Regions from separate parts of the Hordeum vulgare genome. Here region 1 is linked to region 2. A link is a contact called in public Hi-C data. All regions are on one chromosome and are shown on one strand. The core of a region is the stretch at or near the end of the contact, and the rest is flanking DNA. Distances in the headings are between cores, read along the strand shown.

Region 1 (5,972 bases), core at 190-2,689, 76 kb before region 2:
TACTTTTTTCGGAATACATGTTAAACAGTTAAATTACTCGTTGAACTGTTTAATGGCATGGAACATTTTGAAAATTATACAAACATTTTTTAAGTTTCATAAAGAAATAATAAATGTCTTAGACATTTGTCATAAAACATGAATATTTCCTGAAGATGTCAGCACATTTATTTTGAATGACACTTTTTTTATAATATACTAATAGATATTTAATTTGTATAATTTGATAATCATATTTTAGGGAATGATATAAATAATTCTTTTTTGACTATGCAAACTTTTTTTAAGCTGCACGATTTTTTTAATGCGTTAACATTTCGAAATGTCCCTTGCATTTTGTAAATGATATCAATATTTTTATTGAATTACGTAAATATTTTTTTACATTGTATTTTTTTACTGCATGATAAATATTTTTTAACTTAAAGAAAATTGTTTATTCCATTTTAGAAATTAGCATAACACTAGAGTCTTCCGTCACAAGAGTGATTCGCCTCCGGTCCACCTTGTTCTATTATTGTCAAAGCCAAGCTCTGGGTTATTGCGGGTGCTAAGAAACTAGGGTGTATTGTTGTGCGAGATTAGTTGTCATGCCGATAATGTGGGTCTTTTATAAGACTCTTAAACTCTTCTCTCTTGTATAAAGAATAAGGAAAAACTCTTGCCTCTTTTTCAAAAATAAATAAGTAAATAAAAGCAATACAAGAAATTTAAAAAAAAACATGTGTGGGAGATTCGCGGCGACTATATCTCGAGTTATACTAGATGGTAGATTCCCGGCGGCCCATTGATGCACGAGGGGAGTGCTTCCCAACGCTGATTCACTGTATATGTCGAATTTCTTTAATAGTGATCAACATTATTGTATACACGTTCAACATTGTATGAAGGCTTATTCAACATTTTTAAATACTGGTTCAACATTTTAATGCTTTTTAAGAGAGTAAAATACATGGTCAGATTTTTTTTCAAATACTTGTTTAATTTTTTTAATAACTATTCAACATTTTCAAATAATTGTTCAATATATGTAATGCTTATTCGAAATTTTCAAATACTTATTCAGTAATTTTCAAATACTTATTCAGTAATTTTCAAATACTCTTTCAACAATTTTCAATACATATTGAACATTTTCCAGATGCTTGTTCAATAATGTTAATATTTACTCAAAATTTTCAAACACCTGCCTAATTTTTTTGAATTACTTGTTCAGAATATTTAATATTTATTCAACATTTTCCAGATATGTTTTTGCAAGTTTTGTTTGCCTATATACGTAGAACATTTTAATGTATAAATAAAAGTACAAAAATAAACCAAATAACAAGAACAGAAAACAGAAAAAAAAACAAGTCGTGGCCTCCCACACTTATGGGCCCGTCCATCTGGGCTACCCATGACCGGAGGCTTCTCCCTGTTCTCGCTTAAAGCGAGACATAGGATGCCCTTAGAGAGTAGCGCTCCTATTGTGCTGGGCAGGCCCGTATATGGATTCCTTAGTCGAGAGCTTTTCTTTGGTCACTAAGCGACATAGGTATCTGCCAAACTCCGCTCTTCGGTTTATGCCTCCATCTTAGAGATCTCATATTGCGTCGGTTATCACGCTGGCGCCCACATGCTACAAAGTGTGAGCTGGTCAAATCAGTTAGCCATTCTCTCACTCAGCCGGTCGCCCCTTTGTTGGCTTAGTTGGACCGGTCAACCATTGACTTAGTTCATCATTGACCGTTGTCTAGTTGACCATTTCATAGTAGATAGTTGAAAAGTGAAAATCATAAATTTTAAAAAATGTACATTGTATAAATATGAAAAAACACACACAATTTGGGGAAAAATAACCAATTCAGAAAAAACAATTTTTTTTGCAAAAAGGTGCTTTAAGTTGATCTGTTCGTGTTGAGTAGTCCTCGTTGTGCACATCCGCGGCCGATGACCCCAGTTTCTATGCGCGGCCAAGTGCATGTTCTCGTCCCGACCGCGAGGCCGAGCATGACATTTCTGCTTTGTTCTACCTTCTACTTGCGACTTCTCATGACCCGAAAGTCTTTGCGTGTGAAAAACCCTATTTGACGCTTTTTGTATCAAAGGATCGACCAAAAGCACATGCACGCGATCAACTGGGTTGGCCCACCTTCGGCTGTACTTATGGCTTGCGGTTTTGATTTTGGGAAACTTCCAGGAAATTGCTCATGGGTTTTATAGGTTTTAGGAACCTTTTAGATGGTTCCTGAACAGGTTTACTTTTATTTTATATTTATTTTTCTTTTCTTTTTTACTTGCATTTAAAAAATATATCCAATTTTGCTTGCGTTTCCAAATTTTGTTCAGTATTTTCAAAAACATTCTGAAGTTTTAAAAATCGTTTGTGTTATAAGTTTTCGCAAGTTTTAGGAACATGTTTCTATTTAAAAAAACACAAGTGTAATCATTTGGAATTTCAATTTTTTCTCAGATTCGAAATTTTGTTCTACATTTGAAAAGTTGTACCCATTTTCATTTTTTTACCAAATTCTAAATATTTAAATTTACAAAAAGTAGATTCTGGAATTTGAATTTTTTTTATATTTTTACGTAAAATGTTTTTACACGTGTCCCATCTTCTATTGTAGTCACTCTTTGTATTTGTCAAAACTTTTATATATTATTTGAAAGTATTTCCATAAAAAATCATAAAAGGGTATAAACATAAAAATGGAAATGAATAAGAAATTAGGTAATAAAACTAGGAAATGAAGAAAAACAAAACAGAACAAATAAAACCAAAAGAAATTGTAAGAACTGGAAACAAAGAAACTTAAAAGGAAATGTGAATATGCATGCTTGCGTGGGCGGTAGGATCTTGTTGCATGCAGTAAATGACATGTTTTTTGTTGAAACCGAGGCAAAAGACTTGCCTCATTCTAACCGAAGCAGTAAGCGGCATATGAAAGCACTAGCAGCACCTGCAGTTTCCGCGGCATCTCGCCTACCAAGTATTGCTCGGTAATTTCGTCTTATTTTCTACTCCTTCCGTTTTAAAATATAAGACCTTTTAGAGATTTCACTAGAAGACTACATACGGAACAAAATGATTGAATCTATACTCTAAAATATGTCCATGTACATTCGTATGTAGTATATAGTGCAATCTCTAAAAGGTCTTATATTTAGGAACGGGTGGAGTACAAAAAGTTGAACTACACTGCAGTAGGAATGTGTTTAGCCGTGGTATCTGCACTGTCAGTGAAGTACTCTCTCCGTTCTAAAATAAATAACTCAATTTTATACTAACTTTAATACTAAGTTAATATAAAATTAAATCATTTATTTTGAAACGGAAGGAGTAGATACTATCAGTATGCCGATGCTTTGTTGTTAATTGCATGATCTACTCTTCAGGAAAGTGTAGGAATATGCTGAGCCTCATAAGTTTTCTCTAAGGATAGCCTCACATGCTGTAGCCAAAACAGAACGTCTTTCGTGCTGACCATGGTCAGGCTGTTTTCCCTTCTTCCTTTTCCTGAATAATACTAGTACAAGTTAAGCAGCCCAACTTATTGAGTACCAAAACTTGATAGGGATAGAGAAGTACTCCCTCCGTTTCATAATATAAGAGCATTTTTTACATAAATGGAACGGAGGAAATAGTTGTGATGCCAACAGTTAATGGACACGATACACTGAAAAAGATGAACCGTCAGTGTCAATGTTTTTATTCGAAGGCAAAGACCACCCCCTCAGGGGAATGTCTTCTTCGAAGACTTTTTTTTTGTCGATGTTCCAACCCGGTTCATCACGCCATCGGCTGATTCGAGTCCATTTGGCCCGTCTGAAATTGATTCAGTAGTTGGCCCCTCCGAGGCTCATCTCTGCTCTTTTCAACTGCCTTTGCATCATTAAGATATGATGAAGCCACCCAACCATATGGGCAGCTCTTTGATTATTCGTTTCCCCCCATTCGCTATTCTCCAGCTGGGCATTATGTCTTTCTTTCCTCTCCGTATGTGCCTTTTTCTGTAGCCTTCTGTCTCGGATTGCACGGCGGCTTTAGCTAAAGGCCACGGCCATCCTAGCAGCCACCTGATATGCATGTGTTTAATATTTCTAGTTAGATCCCTCTGTTAAATCTGCATCAGCCGTACTTGTGGAGCATCGTGCAGTGCAAAATGATTTGTCTATCTCATGTTTTTGGCGCTCTTCTGTTGTGTTCCTTATTCCCTTCGTTCCATAAGGTAAGACATTTTTTATTCTAGTATTGTGTCAAAAAACGTTTTACACCATGGAACAAAGGGAGTATTAGATACTCGATTAAAATTTCTACATTATTTTCACATTACATATAGGGGCTTTCATACCCGTTGCAGTTGGGATCCCCGTAGAACTGAACTTCCGACTTGAATCATTTTGACTGGATGGCGATGAAGATTCACTAGTCTCGTCGAGTTTTACTATCCTCCGACTCACCCCTTCCGTAAAAACTCTTTCTCGGAAAACACACCATCTTACGCGATAAACATTTTGTTTTCAGTACAACGACACAATTTTGAAATGACCAACAAAGTAGCACATATTTGATTTGGGATCGAGCTTATTTGTAAACATTTTACATATGCATGGCATTATGATACGTCTTCAATGTATGTATTTTTGCATGTTTCATACCTATTATTCTAAAGTTTGCAATGTTTCATCCCGATAGAAGTAAGATATATTTTTTGTATGTTCCACACGCCATCCTTCCAATATAAGAAGGTACTTGCTTGGGTATGGCGTGTGAAACTTGTTGGGTCCATGGTGCCAGCCTTTTCATGTACATTTCTCTTCCGACAACTTTTGTTATTTGACTGTGTCAACATCACCTATGAGAGCCTTCAACTTGTTGCGTCATCATCCTCCCAAAGTGGTTCCACCGCTGCCGCTCTCAGATGCCTGAATGAAGAGGATAAGCAACTAGGGACAATGGAAGGTGAAGAAACATCCTAGATGCCAAGTCAACGCGACAAGCAAATCGAGGACATGGTCACTCATTGCATAAAGGGATTGTGCTCCCGACGTCATGGAGGTGCCACAGTCGTCAAGAAAGGGAACAATATCCCCTTCCAGCAGGGACGAGCTAGGACGCTCACCCACTGGGACAAAACAATGCAAGCCATGCTAGAGAGCACCACCAAAGGGAAAGTGTTAGATCCGTGAGACATATCATCATTTGCCACCGCCACACAAAACTCTAAGCCATTGGACGCCTCCACACCATGTTGTCACCACCAAAGACCATGCCTTCTCGAGGCGGCATCTGCAAGAAAAACACCACACTCACAGCGTCATTGCTCCTCAATCCAAAGCGAATTTTGAGCCTTCACGTCGGAACGGGGCTGGGCTTGGGAGGATGGGCCCTTAACAGGGCCTCTAGGAAGTAAAGCGACATTGCTAGGCGCCGCAACCATGGACTTGGCAACGACGATGGGTTGTTATGAAGGTTGTGCTCTTCGGGTTCTCATTGTTAATATGTTATACATATATCTTCAATTATTGTGTGGACAATCTCCTCGTAGACTTGGGCATTGGTTGCAATGGCATTCCTAACTAGTCAATCTATTTTATTCGCAACAAAAAAAACTAGGCAATCTATTTTACTTTGCCTTTTGCCCTTTTTAATTTTTCTGATCGAGCTTCTTTTTCTTTTCGTTTCATCATATATTTATATATGTACGACCTAAGTAATAAGTGTGGTCATGTGGATAACGTACGCACCTCAATCCAGCTAGTCAAGGCAGTGAGCAGTCTGCCTTTCGTACAAATCATGCACACATGAGGCACGTGAAGTCACCAACTACTCTAATTTTCTACCCATTACAGCTGTTGAATATATATATATATATATATATATTTGTATACTTATACTGTGTTATTGGGTCCTTCTCCTAGTCCCTTGTATAGTTGAGGTAAAGACCCATCTTGTATCTATATATACGTGCCTAGTGCATCCATTC
Region 2 (5,469 bases), core at 936-3,435:
GAGCCTCACGAGTCTTGACAGCCAAGGCCACGTCCTTCTCCCTAATCATTCATAACCTTAGTCTCAACTTCAAAATTATCAACTTGTACCTGGGTGGAGTTGGTGGCACCGGGGCGGTGATACGCCTCTTTCGAGGAGGTCCAACCTGCATTCACGCGTCGATGGTGTGCATCCCACGCGCCCTTCAATCAATCTCATTGAATTCCCCCAAGGTATCATGGGTAGTTGATACGTCTCCAACGTATCTATAATTTTTGATTGTTCCATGTCATTATATTATCATTCTTGGATACTTCAGATGCATTTATATGTTGTTTTGTATCATTTTCAGGAACTAACATATTAACCAAGTGCCAAATGCAATTGTTGCTTTCTGCGTGTTTTTGGCTTTTCAGTAAATCAATACCAAACGAAGACCAAATGCAACAAAAAATTTTAATGATTTTTTCTCAACAAGAGTAATACTTGGAAACTTTAGAGGTAGGCCGTAGGCCTCACGAGCCGGTGCCAAGCCAACAGGACGCACCCGAGGGGGTAGGCGTGCCCTGATGGCTTGGGACCATCCCCTGACGCCTCCTGACCTAACCCCGTCTCTTTAAATCTTTTAAAATCGGGAAAACACCAGAGAAATACCTGAAACATTTTTTTCACCGCCGCAAGCCCGCAAGTCTCTGTTCCACCATGATTCCATCTGGAGCCCCGTTCCGGTGTCGTGTCTGAGGGGGGTCGATAACGGAGGGCCTCTACATCAACCTTGATGCTCCCATGGTAATGTGTGAGTAGTCTATCACAGACCTACAGGTTAATAGCTAGTACCTAGATGTCTATCTCTCTCTCTTTCTCTATGATCTTCAATACAAAGTTCACCGTGATTCCCGCGGTGAACTATTCGATGTAATATTCTTTGCGGTGTGTTTGTTGGGATTCGATGAATTTTGGGTTTACGATTAGATTATTCACAAAAACATATTAATTCTTTGCTATTTTCTTATATGCATGATTATGATAGCATCGTATTTTTCTCTGATCTATCGGTTTGGTTTGTCCAACTAGATTAATTTATGTTCAGTGAGAGTGGTGCATTGTGATGGGTGATGGGTTCGATCTTGCCTTGCTCAAACCCAGTACAGAAGGGGACATGACACATATTTGTATTGCTTCCATAAAGGATAAAAATATAGGGTTTATTCATATTAGTTGAATTTACTTTGTCTACGTCTTGTCATCTTGCTCCAAGCATTACTCTGTTTCATACTTAATACTCTATATGCATGCTCGATAGCGGCCGACGAACGGATTAATAGTAGTAGATGCGGCCATGCAGGTAGGAGTCAGTCTACTTGCTTATGGACATGATGCCTACATATATATGATCATTGTCACGAATAAATATTTCATAACTATGCGCTTTCTATTAGCTGCCCAAGAGTAACTTATTTACCCATCTATGCTTTCTTTAAGAGAGAAGGCTCTAGCGAAAACTACGATCCCGAAGTCTTCATAAAATATGTTACTAAAACTCTAAAAGTATTGCTACCATTTATCTTCTGTTATTTTATTTTATATTTACATTATATATCCAACACTGCTTTATCTTTGCAAGTAACGAGTAAAATAAAGGAAAAAAGAAAGAAAAACAACAGAAAAATCAGAGGAAGAAGAAAAACATTGGGAAAGATGAGGAGCTGGCGTGCATGGAGAGGGGGGAGGTTACGCGCTAGGTCGCTACACGTGTATAGGACGGCCGAGAAAATTTGTCCAGACACAACTATAAAAACGAAAATACACCTATGTCTCGTGCGGGGCTCTACTTGGCAATCCCCATGCCCCATGGCGCAGACCAATTGAAGCATCAAATACAGGCTTATTAATAAAAGAAATAAAAGGTTAACACTGGAATTTAGAAATATGTTCTAATTTTTCAAAGATTGTTCGTATTTCCTATAAAACATTATATTTTTTAAAAAAGTTCACAATTTTAGAAAACGTTCACTTTTCAAAGAATAATCACCTCAAAATTTCAGAAAATCTTTAAATTTATAGTTCTTCATAGTTCTTAACTTTTTGTGCTTCTTTCTGGAAACCATAGATACAGTGGCTAGGCATCTGCTCCTCAGAGTGCACTGCTTTTTAAGTGTTCTCGCTACAAATACTGATCGTTGCTGGCCTGGCCCAGTTGGCTGCCCGCTATTCGCGTCCCACTGCTGTATGGGAGCTCCTACCTGTCGCTTGTGGGATGTCCTATATGCGGGAGCAACAGTTATCGAACCCTCCCTCTGAAGCCTCCCGGCAAGCGCTTCCGCACATCGTTATTTGACGCATTTTCAGTCGTTGTCACGAATCGCTTTGAGTGTTCCCTTTGTATTTTTGTCTTTTTATTTCTATTTTTTCTATGTATTTTTTGTTTTTTAGAGTGGTTTTCCCAGTTTTTTCGTAGGATCATGCCTTTCGAAAAGTGAAAAAACATGTTTTCTGCTCACTCTTTTTTCGCGAGAGACATGATTTTGCTTTCGCGAAAAAAACATGTTTCTTTTTTTTCGCGAGAGACACGGTTTTGCTTCCGCGATAGACAAGATTTTGCTATCACGAGAGTAACGTAAAGAAAAAAATGTATTCCTGCTCTTTTTTTTTCGCGAGAGGCACGGTTTGCTTCCACGAGAGGCACGGTTTACTTCCACGAAAGGCACGGTATTGCCTCTTGAAAAAAAAGGCGTTTTCTCCTTTCTTTTTTTTCACGAGAGGCACGATTTTGCTTCCACAAAAGGCACGATTTTGCTATCGCGAGAGTCACCTGCCTTTCGGAAAGCGAAAAAACTACGTTTTCTAATTTTTTTCCCGCGAGAGTCACGGTTTTGCTTCCGCAAGAGAGGCATGTCCGTGTATCTTGGAATGGGAAAAAAGGCCCGTTTTTCTCCGATTTTCGGTGAAAAATGTCTGTCAAAATCTATCAAAGTGGGATCTAGTTTTGAACATCTTAACGCGAGAAACCCAACGATGAAAACAATTCAAGATTTGAATACACAATTTAGGAGAAAAACGTTTTAAAAATACGGATCTACAAAAAAAGAAAAATTCCCAGGTTGCGACAAGTAGCACGCATGTAGTACGCCACTTATCGCAATTTGAGGCGATGGGAGTAATCATTGAAAGGTGTACTCGCTAACTAGATATTTCACCTATATGCCGTATTTTGCAGCAGATCGACAAAGTCGCGCCTGGGCCGGCCCACACGGGAAAAAACAATGGGTCCATAACCAGTCGATCTGGTTAACTTTCCTGTTCAAAGTGGAATACAAACTCTTTAGAACCAAAAATAACTGCAGTTCCATGAAAATTTTAAATACTTTTTCTTTTCTTTTTCTTTTTTTCAAACATTTCATGAAAATTCTGCATATTTTTTTAATAATTCTAATTTTAAAAATGCAAACAAGTTTTTGGGAGAATTCTAACTAATATTAAATTCTAAAATGGGATGAATTTATGAATTTTACAAAAAATTGAAAAAACAAGAATATTTATTAAATTCGAAAAAATTAATAAGCACGAAGAAATTTTAAATATGTGAAACGAAAACTATAATATATTTGGAACAATTCGTAATTACAAATTCCTAAAATTGAATCAGCGAACATATTTTGAAAAAGAGGAACCTTTTCATAACATTTTCTAAATGTATACAAATACTCGATTTTTTGGAAAAATATGAACATTTTCGCAAAATGTGTACAATTTTCAGATTTTTCAAACAATTTTTGAATATGTTTAACAATTTTTTATAAGACGAACATTTTTTGAATTTATAGAAAAGAATTTTGAAACAGGGAACAATTCTAAAAAGTCCCAAACAAATTTGAAAGCGCGAAGAAATTTTTAAAACACAGACATTTTTTGAATATTGAGAATTATTTTCGAAACCGATAACAAATTTAGAAGCGCGAACACATTTGTAAAACACGAACTTTTTTGAATTTTGAGAAATATTTTGAAAAAAACGTGAACAAATTTAGAAGCATGAACAGTGTTTTAAAACACAAACAGTTTTTGAATCTTGAGAACAAAATTATAAAAAGGCGAACAAATTTTTTTTTAAAAGCCAAACTAATTTAAAAGCACGGACTTTTTTGAACTTTGAGAAAACAATTGAAACCGAAAACAATTTTCAAAAATCGTGAAGAAGTTTGGAAGTGCGAATAAGTTTTTAAAAAACAAACATTTTTTAAATCTTAAGGAGAAATTTTAAAACTGAAAAAAATTTGGAAGCGTGAACAAAATTTTAAAGCACGATATATTTTAAATTTTGTGAACACTTTTTAAAACAGAAACAACAAAGAAAAAACAGAAAATAATAAAGAAAGATGAAAAAGGAAAAAAACTGGTTTAAGGAGCCTTGTAAAAGGTTCTTAAAACCAGAAAAAAGCGACTGCCACGTCTATAAGGTTCCCAAAACCGGACACTACAGCCCCGCTAACTGGCCAGCCCGATACCCCGCCAGCTGTGTACAAAACTTCAACACCGCTCCGCACAGGGGCACGTACCAACTGGGCCAGCCCAGGTTCTTTTTCTGTTTCAAACAAATTCAATAGTTTTTTTTTCTGCTTATTCCCTTTCTTTTTTCTTTTTTGGTTCGTTTTTATTTCTTTTTTACTTTTCTTGTAGTGGTTGAAGAAGTAAAAAATCGGATTTGAAGAACATTTTTTAAAAACATGAACGAAGTTTAAATTTGGAATTTTTTAAAAAAGAAAAACAATCAAGATTTAAGAAACCATTAATGCACAGAAAAGAACAGTTCATGAAATTCCTAAAAAGTATTTTATAAAACAAATTATGGAAAAAATATAATTTATTGAATTCGTGGAAAACTTAGAAAAACAGGAACATTTTTTGAAATGGTGAACATTTTTCAAAACATGAACAAAATTTTAAAACGTTGGATAATTTTTCAAGATGTGAACAAAATCCAGAAACTTAAAATGTGAACAATTTTTTCAAAATCCAGAACTTATTTGAAAATTTATGAACAGATTGTGAAACTTTAATAAAATTCAAATTTGCGAACAAAATTATAAAACTATGAACATTTGTTGAATCTGCGAACAAATTTTGAACATGGAGATAGTTTTTATTTTTTCTGAAAATTTGAGACAGGAACAATTTTCAAATCCGTGAATAAAATTATAAAAATTGTGAACATTTTTCATTAAACCGCTAACATTTTTCCAATTGTGAACAAATTTTGAAACAAGGACAAATTTTAAATTCACGAACGAAATTATAAAATTGTGATCATTTTTAGAGTTATGAATAAATTTTTTAAACCAAGATCATTTTTCGAATTATGAACAAATTTCTAATTCGGGAAATAATTAAAATAATGTGAACATTTTTCGACTAGTGAACTAATTTGGAAAAGCAAAGATTTTTTGAATTTTGAATAAAATTTGATATATAAACAAGTTTCAAATTCATGAA

The links. Hi-C and Micro-C count contacts between places; a contact is called where the count stands out from the background.
Region 1: a contact with region 2 is called in a Hi-C map of seedling, with 7 times the contacts expected there. The contact joins two enhancer-like sites. A contact is called at or near these places in 3 of 6 Hi-C or Micro-C datasets (leaf and seedling).

The regions. Positions count from the first base shown.
Region 1 is chr1H:438,848,493-438,854,464 of MorexV3_pseudomolecules_assembly, reverse strand. No RefSeq gene overlaps it. Among protein-coding and RNA genes, the nearest start is that of LOC123443389, 29 kb to the right of the region's middle. Within about 2 kb of position 1,439, at least 3 of the 3 cell types and tissues checked have open chromatin away from gene starts, as enhancers often do. A contact at or near this core is called in seedling, where this site is marked.
Region 2 is chr1H:438,773,432-438,778,900 of MorexV3_pseudomolecules_assembly, reverse strand. No RefSeq gene overlaps it. Among protein-coding and RNA genes, the nearest start is that of LOC123413129, 27 kb to the right of the region's middle. Within about 2 kb of position 2,185, at least 2 of the 3 cell types and tissues checked have open chromatin away from gene starts, as enhancers often do. A contact at or near this core is called in seedling, where this site is marked.